3 separate regions of the Mus musculus genome follow, and all the other regions are linked to region 3. The links are chromatin contacts, called in public promoter capture Hi-C maps. All regions are on one chromosome and are shown on one strand. The core of a region is the stretch at or near the end of the contact, and the rest is flanking DNA. Distances in the headings are between cores, read along the strand shown. Region 1 holds the start of Tmed9 (transmembrane p24 trafficking protein 9). Region 2 holds the start of Ddx46 (DEAD box helicase 46). Region 3 holds the start of Prr7 (proline rich 7 (synaptic)).

Region 1 (2,700 bases), core at 56-2,555, 130 kb before region 3:
ATGTTGCTGTTTTGTTTTGTTTTTAGTTTTTGGGGTTTTTTTTTGGTTTTTCGAGACAGGGTTTCTCTGTGTAGTCCTGGCTGTCCTGGAACTCACTTTGTAGACCAGGCTGGCCTCGAACTCAGAAATCCACCTGTCTCTGCCTCCCAAGTGCTGGGATTAAAGGCCACCACCGCCCGGCTGTTTGTTTGTTTTTATGCCTGTTAATTTTTTTAAGTATTTTTTTTTCTTTATTTGTGTGAATGTTAGCATTGGGTGTCCTGAAACTCACTCTGTTGACCAGGCTGGCCTGGAACTCAGAGAGATCCAACTGTCTCTGCCCTCCAAGTGCTGGGATTAAAGGCATGGGCCAGCTTTAAGAGCATTTGCCTGGCTGCAAATGCTCTTCCTTGATGCTCAGCCATCTCTCCAGGCGCTTGGATGAATGGTGATGTCAAAAATAACTTCCACAACTATTCTGATGGTTAGTGACAACAAAACTATTTTGCCTTTTGTCTTTAAAACATTATTTGTCAAAACTGAAAGGTGTTCTGTTTTGTGAAATTAAGGCCTAAACAACAACTTTAGCATTAGCAACTTTTTGGTATCCATCACTGACTGCAATTAATACACTTATCGCTAGAGTAAGTGAGCTTCCATTTCACAGGCTAGGGAAAGCAGCCGAATTGGGGGAGTCACTCAGAGGTCACTGAGAAGTTGTGAACTGAACCTGTCCAGAAACCGCGGCCCAAGTTCCTAGAGAAGATCCGGTATCTTCCCACAACACCAACTAAAATTCTCGATCGAACAGATAAGGAAACTAACAAAGAAGTACCGGAGCGGGTAAGGGCCAGCTTACCTTGTCCTCGGGGTCTTTTACCTCTACGAACATGCCAAGCCCAGGGGTGGCTGGCTGGTACTCCTCCCGCTGTTTGTCATACAGCTGCGTCCGGTAATTTCCTGGAGACAGGCGGAAAAAGGAAGATGAAATAAGCTCGAAGAGGTGCGGGGTTCGCGGCCAGGCTAGCTACCCGGAACAGGTCGCATCCCCCTCCGCCCCAGGACCACTGACTTGTCCCAAACGCTTCCCTGCGCCCCCGCACCGATGACCATGGTCTCGTCCGGAATCTCCTCAATGAAGCACTTCTTTTCTGTTTCTCCGATGTGGAAATACAGCGCGCTTCCGCGGGCTGCAAGCCACAGCAGTAGCAGGAAGGCCCGCATCCCTCTCCCCAGCAAGAGACCCGGTGAGCTTCCGACAACCCGCACGCCTCGCACCGCAGCCATCTTGCCCCACCTGCCTGCGCAGGCGCAGACTGCCGAGCCACGTAGCCCAGCGGAGGCCACCGCAGTGCCTGCCGGGACTGCGAGTTCCGCCGCATGGACTACAAGTCCCTAGATACACCACGCCTCCGCGCGGCAGTACCTGATTGGGGCTGGTTTCTGCAAGCTGAGGACTGGGGTCTCCAAAATGGAAGGATTTTCTTCGGTTTAGCCAAATAGCGAGATGACTGATAATAGTTGTCAGCCTGCGCAACATATAAGCGGAGGCAAGGTTCGAACCTGTTTCACCCAATAGTAATACAACTCTCCCTCTTGCCCATCCTCTCCCCATCCCTCTTTACTTTTATTTGATTTGACACAGGGTCTTGCTATGTTGCTTTGCCTCACTGGAATTTACAATGCAAACTCCCCCCGGCCTGAAATTTGTAGGGATCTTTCTGACTCTTAAGGTTGGGATATAAGGTGCACACAACACTATGTTCAGCCATCCTACTCTCGGTTACTATTTGCACTGTCTATTCTTTCCCACTCATATCATTACTTTATATTCCAAAATGAACCTCTTAGGGGCAACATGCAATTAGATCATGCCTTTTGAACGCCATCTTGCCAAGTTCTACCTTTTAATTGTAGGGTTTATGCCACTTACATTTAATTTAATCATTAATAAGATTTATAACTATCATTGTGTTGTTTATGTATGTCTTGTGTTTGTTGTTCACCAATACCTTTGTCTGTACTAAGTAGATACATTGTGGCATCTTTTTTTTTTTTTTTCTTGAGACAGTCTAACTATGTAGCCCTGCCTGGCTCTGACCTTGATAGGTAGACCATGTTGGTATCTCTCTAAACTCCACCCCCACAGTTCCTGGCAGAAGCCAAGTATGCTCCGCCCCACAGTTACCTGGCAACAGTCAGGTAGTCCTGGCTCTATAAAAGGGGCTGCTTGGCCCCTCCTCTCTCTCTTACTCTCTTACTCTCTTGCCTCTTTCCCTTTGCTCTTTATTCCCTTCCCCTCTCTCTTCACGTCGCCATGGCCAGCCCCTACTTCTTTACTCTCTCCTTCTCTCTGCCTCTGCTACTCTCTTAACTGCCTTCCCCATGCCCTAAATAAACTATTCTATACTATACCAGTGTGGTCTGGTCCCTCAGGGGGAAGGGATGCCTTGGCATGGGCCCACTAAGGCAACCTCTTCCCCCACACCCCGCCAGAACATATTCTTATAGCTCGCTCTCTTTTTATGATCACAACAGACCAGGCTGTCCTTCTTGATCTTATAGAGCTCTGTCTACCTCTGCCTCCCTAGTGCTGGGATTAAATTAATCTCTTCATGCTTGTAGGGTTGATAAAGGATACACATTCCTCTCTAGGCTTTGGATTGATAGAGATAAGGAAAGCCCACACAGGCAAGAAGAGGGAGTCCCACATTGTAGCTG
Region 2 (2,753 bases), core at 174-2,673, 170 kb before region 3:
AGGATCTACCTAGAAAGCTCCAGATGAGCGGAAGCCAGGCACCACAGGAAGTCAACTGTACGCAGGTAAATGGGTGAAAAGGACCTTCTGCGAAAGGTCTGGGGAGTCTGAATTTCCTCTTGAAAGTAACAGGATCCAACAGATACTAAGTCAAAAAATGGCAAGGTCTTATTGTTATTTTGATTCCAGCAATACAAATATAATAATTATAACAGCAAGATCAAGAAAGGTAATTCAGGCCGGGTGTGGTGGCGCACGCCTTTAATCCCAGCACTCAGGAGGCAGAGGCAGGCAGATTTCTGAATTCGAGGCCAGCCTAGTCTACAAAGTAAGTTCCAGAACAGCCAGGGCTATACAGAGAAACCCTGTCTCGGACCCCCCACCCCCCCAAAAAAAGAACCATGGTCACTGGCAATACACCCTTTATACGGAAGATGCTACAGGTTTTTTTGGTTTGCAAAAATTTCAAGCTGCTCCACTCACACTTGGCTTGTTTCCCTGAACCTAAGTTTTAACCCAGTACGCCAAGTTTTCATTCTCCCTACACAGTGAACCACAGTACCTTTCAGACTGGCTACATACATACCAGTCATCTCATCTTTCAAGATGATGATTATAATAATAGTAGTAGTAGTAATAATATCATCATCATCTACCTCAAGGTCCTAATCCGTTATTAAAACCTAAAGTTTTGAAGACACCGTAAGGTGCCCGCGTGAAAGGTTTCACAAAGAAGCAGGCAACATAGTAACAAAATGTATCCGCGGAATAAATGGCCATGGAACAGGTGTTTTTGTTGTAACCCAATAAAAGCCGGTCCTGCACATATAGCAGGTGCGTAAAAAAGGCCTGCATACGCTCCTTCTAAATGACTTAGGCAGAGAGGCCCACGTGCGCACGAAAGTAACCCAGAGTGGAGGCAAACAATGTTGTGAAGACGAAGAGGAACGGGAGTGAACCGGCTCTGGGTTGACCCGGGGGATGAGGCGGGAGGCTCCGTGATGGGCGGGGTGGGGTCAGGGGGACTGTTCCCGCTCAGGGCTCGACCGGTGGTCGCAAGCTCACGGCAATCGGCTGCCCTGCATGCCAGCTGCGCCTCGTCACAGCCCGGGTGACCGGGTCCTCAGCAGCCACACGCGCGGCCACCCGCACTCTACCCGCAGCGCCGCTCCCTCCACCCGCTCGCTCCCCTCCGAGCCCAAGAAGCCGCTCGCCCGCGGACTCACCGAGACTCCCGGCCCATGCTGCCGGCCAGCAGAAGGCCTGCGCCCTCGGGGACGATGCGCAGGCCTATGAAGAGGACAAAGGAGGGAGGCAGCAAGCTCTCACGGTACCGAGCGAGGACCGGTCCTACGAAATGGACAGAGCTCCAGCAGTGACCGCCATCAGAGCGTGGCCAACGAAAACAGGATGTGCTGGTGCCGGGGTGCGGAAGGAAGGAGCGGGCGGAAGGAAGCGGCTGCTTCTCCAGAGCGCCACCAACCGACTGGAGGCCGCGCGGCGCGGGCTGCGCCGGCAGCAACAACTTACTTTTCTAGCGCAACCCGCAGCCCTTTTTGGCGCTATGGAGTGTGCCATCAGCCAGGTCAGCCTTGCAAAGGGTCTTCGCTGCAGACCACCGAGGAACCTAATGCAGCCTGCGGCTCTCCCAGGGAGTGTGTCTGTTTGCCTTAATCTGCATTAACTAATGCTCCTGTCTCCTTATATGCTCCGTACTGAGTCACTTATGTGTATGCCAGATCCTGACAACTAATAGTAGTGATGTGTCTTCGACACAAGGAGCATCATACTGAAGAGGAAAGACTCTTCAATATGAGATGTGAAGACTTAGAATCTACAGAACAGAGATAAACTGCACTAAGGATTATAATAGTTCTTAACACTGGGAAGCTTTCGGGGCAGGGGGGAATACATGATCCGTTCAACCGCTCAGGAAATGGGGCCCAAAGGCACCAGACAAAAAGCACGGGCCTCCCTCTTGCTCTGGCTCTTTGTCTGGATCACTCCATTTCTGCTTATTATCTTTATATTCACATTTTGACCTGTCCTTTAAGTGTTTTACTTACCGAACTTACCCCTATACTGGAACAAAGAAGCCCTCCCAAAGGATTTCCTATGCCTACAAACACCTCAAATGACCAATCAGATTAAAGACAACCTGGCCTTGGTAGAACAAAGCAAAGCAAGAGCAAATAGATTCCCTACCTACAGAGGTCCTCCAAGACTGCAAAAGACTAACTTCATGACTGCAAAAAATGGAGGCGTCTATGCCTTCCTAGGAAAAGGATGTTTTCATGAAAACCAATTAGGCCTAATAAAGGGAACCACTGAGCAACTATTTTAAAACAAACTCAAAACCAGAAAAGGAACAGACAATGCATTCTAGAAGAACACCTGGATGCCTGGGGCCATGCATCACACCATTGGCAGGTGCGGTCATTGGTTTTTGGTTGGCTGGTTGGTTGGTTGGTTGGTTGGTTTTCTGAGACAGGGTTTCTCTGTGTAGCCCTGGCTGTCCTGGAACTCACTCTGTAGACCAGGCTGGCCTCGAACTCAGAAATCCATCTGCCTCTGCCTCCCAAGTGCTGGGATTAAAGTCATGCGTCACTACTGCCTGGCCTATTTTTGTTTGTTTGTTTGTTTGTTTTCTTTGTTTATTGAGACAGGCTTTCTCTGTGTAGCCCTGGCTGTCCTGGAACTCACTCTGTAGACCAGAATTTTGGTTTCTTTTTTTTTTTTTTTTTTTTTCTTTT
Region 3 (2,907 bases), core at 357-2,856:
CAGGATAGTGCTTACTGGTGTTTGACCTTGGGCAAGTCCCCTTACTTCCTGAGCCCCAAGACTCTCCATCTCTACAACAGGCATAGCAAACTTACCTTGCACAACTGCTCTAAGGATAGAGACTGAGGATGTAGAGCACTCAGATTGCACACAGAGCAGGCAGAGAATGAAAGGAACCTGTGACTAATTCTCCAGGTCTCCCTGCCTGCCTTCCCAGGTAGCATCCATTTAAGGGCATCCTATGCCAAGGCCTCAAATGCCCCAGATCCTGGGCACAGATACTTCACTGGATAGAAAGAGAAAGCTAGGGATGGTTGGTTGTGGCTTTGGGGATGCTGGGTCTGAAGCCTGTGGTCAGGGCCGGCATCTGCTGAGTCAGGTCCTGCTGGCAGGGGGGCCATTTCTCTCTCCAGCACACTGTCTGATGAGGGGAGGTTGGGAGGGGAGCCAGAGGTCATTTCTTCTGACTCAGCAGCCGTCCGAGGAGCTCCCTTGGGCAGGGCACCTCCATGTGGCACTGGCCTCTTTGCAGGCCATCCTCCATGCCACCCCACACAGTCAAGGCATTGTGCAGACAAGAAAGGGGCACTGTGGTCCAGACAATGAGCTGGGTTGCTCCCAGCTGGCCTGGGATTCAGCTCTCCTGGGTCAGCAGTGTCCTTTGCTCTGTCTCTACTCCTCCCTGGAGAATGGTGGCTAGGACATCAAACAGAGGCCCACCGCAAACCCATGATTTGGCACATGCACTGGCCATGAGAAGAGACGCTGCTAGCTTCTTTCCTCTTCTCTAGTTTAAAAAACCAAATAAACCACCTCCGGAGAATACGATTTTCTGTTAGGCCATGTTTCAAGGGAACGGGAGACCACCCTAGTGGTGATACTAGCAATGGTAGTTACCAGGCAGAGACCCCAGACCCAACCTCCAGGCCTTTTTCCCGTGGCAGGCCCAGGGTCTGGGCCGCCTCCACGTTTGCAGCCACCCTGGGAGTCCTGTTGCGACGACTGCAGCCACGTGGGAGCCGGCTCATGCCCACGGAGCCGCTCTCCCTCACCCCCACCCTCGACGTGCTGAGGCAGGCACACCCAGACTGGCCAGAAGAGCGATGCTCTCTCCACAGTGCACCCCCTTCCCCCCTCCCGCGCCCCCGGCCGTGGTGGGGGAGGGGGCGTCGCCACCCCGCAGTCGCGTTGCCGGGGAGCGCAACCCCGTTGCTGTGGCAACGGTTTCCAAGCGAACTGGTGGCCGCTCGCGCCCGGCTCCGGCTCCCTCGCTCACTTTCCCCTCCTTCCTTCCCTCCGGTGTGGGCTGGGGGAGGGGCTGCCCGCTGTCCCGGTCGGGGTCCGAGTGGCGATACCAGGCTAGGGTTCTGAGCCACCCGCAGGGAGGGTCATCAGCCCGAAGACCATCTTCCGCCCGCGCTCTGTTCCCGCCCGGCCCGCAGCCGTCGCGGTACTCACGGGCCCAGGCATCCTCTTCGAACTCGTCTTCCTGCCTCGGGGCAAGCGGCCCAACGGACAGAACCCAAGCTTGGAGCCGGCAGCGGCTCCGGGGAGCAGACAGTGGCAACGAAAGCCGCTCGGAGCGTTGGGCTGGAGGCGCGGGGCGCGCGCACGGGCGCGTGCTGAGCCTGGCGTGCGCGCGCGCGCAGCCAACAGAGCCCCCCCCCCCTCACGCCGCCAAGGCTGCTGCGAGGGAAGGGGTGGGTGGGACTCCGGACCCACCTGCCGCACGCAGACGCGGCAGAGGATGTGGGCTCGCAATACCAAGGGCATCCCAGCGCAAAAAAATAAAAAGTACACTCCGTACAGCTCCCAGGCAACAGGCTATCTAAAGGGGCTGGGGGTGAAGGCCACACTGGCAGCTTTGCGGCCATAGACGCCGGATGCTTAGCGGAGCAGCTGAGGTAACAAACCCGGAGACTCACACAGCTCAACCTGGGCATATTCAAACACAGGTAATGGGGGCAGGGACTCGATGGAATCAGCACCCCGGTGTGGCTTCCTCCCAACTCACGACCCCAACCACTGTTCCAGAAGGTATGCATTCCAACATTGCAACTGAGAAGCATCACAGACCCACCTGAGCACTAAACTGCTATGGTTCCACGGGCATGCTCATAGCTGGCTCCATCTTCATTTGACACTGGTTGTGCTTGCCTTTCTACCGTTTCTATTTCAACTTCTCTGTGGCATTAAGGGTGAACTCCCCGAAGCACCTCCCACCATGTCAACTGGAACAGTAATGGCTCTGAGAGCCAGGATCTTAAACTGGAGGCCAAGGGGAAAGGGCACATAAAGCCAGTGAACCCAGAACTCATGTCACAGTTGGTTCCAGGCGTTTCAAACGTTGGCATTAGGCACGCTGCCCCCAAATGGAGGTATGGGTGGTCTCCAACAGCTGGATTTAAGCTCTGCCAGCCATTCCCAGTGAGAAAACTGTCTTTCCCAGTAGCTCTAGTAAAGACAAATGCACAGGTGACATCTAGGACGCCTGTCCAATGAACTAACTCATGCTTTGGGGGTAGAGAAGGATACATACTCCACACAACCGCCTAGGGGTTAGTGCCTTCCTTGAGTGTGAACAACCGGTTCTCAGGGAGATAACAGTTGTCTCTACCAACCCATGGGTGCCATCAAAGGTAGGACTCTAACAAAAGTTGTTCCACAACACACTGGTCTGATTTCTAATTTGGCCACCAGGATTCCAGAGACTCAAGAGTTAAGACTCAATAATGGCAAGCCACAATCAGCTGGGGCCCCTTGCTTCTTTCTGGTAGTCACATCCTCCTGTGTAATGTTAGCAACTAACAGGAGCCTGCCCCCCCCCCCCTTTTTGAGTTGACTTGGTTTTCCCTTATCATACAGGGGATCAACCCCAGGATTCTCTCAAATGCTAGAAAAGCCCCT

Evidence for each region. Capture Hi-C pulls out chosen DNA fragments and counts their contacts.
Region 1: a promoter capture Hi-C map of liver shows a contact between it and region 3. The contact joins the promoter of Tmed9 here to the promoter of Prr7 in region 3. A contact is called at or near these places in 9 of 39 promoter capture datasets (the C10 cell line, embryonic stem cells, frontonasal cranial neural crest and 5 more), 1 of 15 datasets of contacts at CTCF or cohesin (large pre-B cells), 1 of 484 Hi-C or Micro-C datasets (uterus), 2 of 115 datasets of contacts at active chromatin or transcription factors (embryonic stem cells and pancreatic cancer cells) and 2 of 9 other capture datasets (adipose tissue and liver).
Region 2: a contact with region 3 is called in a promoter capture Hi-C map of pancreatic islet. The contact joins the promoter of Ddx46 here to the promoter of Prr7 in region 3. A contact is called at or near these places in 7 of 39 promoter capture datasets (the C10 cell line, the HPC-7 cell line, cranial neural crest and 2 more), 6 of 484 Hi-C or Micro-C datasets (B cells, the Ba/F3 cell line, embryonic stem cells and 2 more), 4 of 115 datasets of contacts at active chromatin or transcription factors (embryonic stem cells, microglia and pancreatic cancer cells) and 3 of 9 other capture datasets (adipose tissue, liver and pancreatic islet).

What each region holds. Positions count from the first base shown.
Region 1 is chr13:55,591,740-55,594,439 of GRCm38.p6, reverse strand. Tmed9 (transmembrane p24 trafficking protein 9) reads right to left here and starts at 1,305. Exons shown (of 5, transcript NM_026211.3): 1 at 1,083-1,305; 2 at 839-939. The coding sequence starts at 1,266.
Region 2 is chr13:55,633,669-55,636,421 of GRCm38.p6, reverse strand. Ddx46 (DEAD box helicase 46) reads right to left here and starts at 1,423. Exons shown (of 23, transcript NM_001282055.1): 1 at 1,227-1,423. The coding sequence starts at 1,243.
Region 3 is chr13:55,462,966-55,465,872 of GRCm38.p6, reverse strand. It overlaps Prr7 (proline rich 7 (synaptic)), which reads right to left and starts at 1,606. Exons shown (of 3, transcript NM_001030296.4): 1 at 1,459-1,606.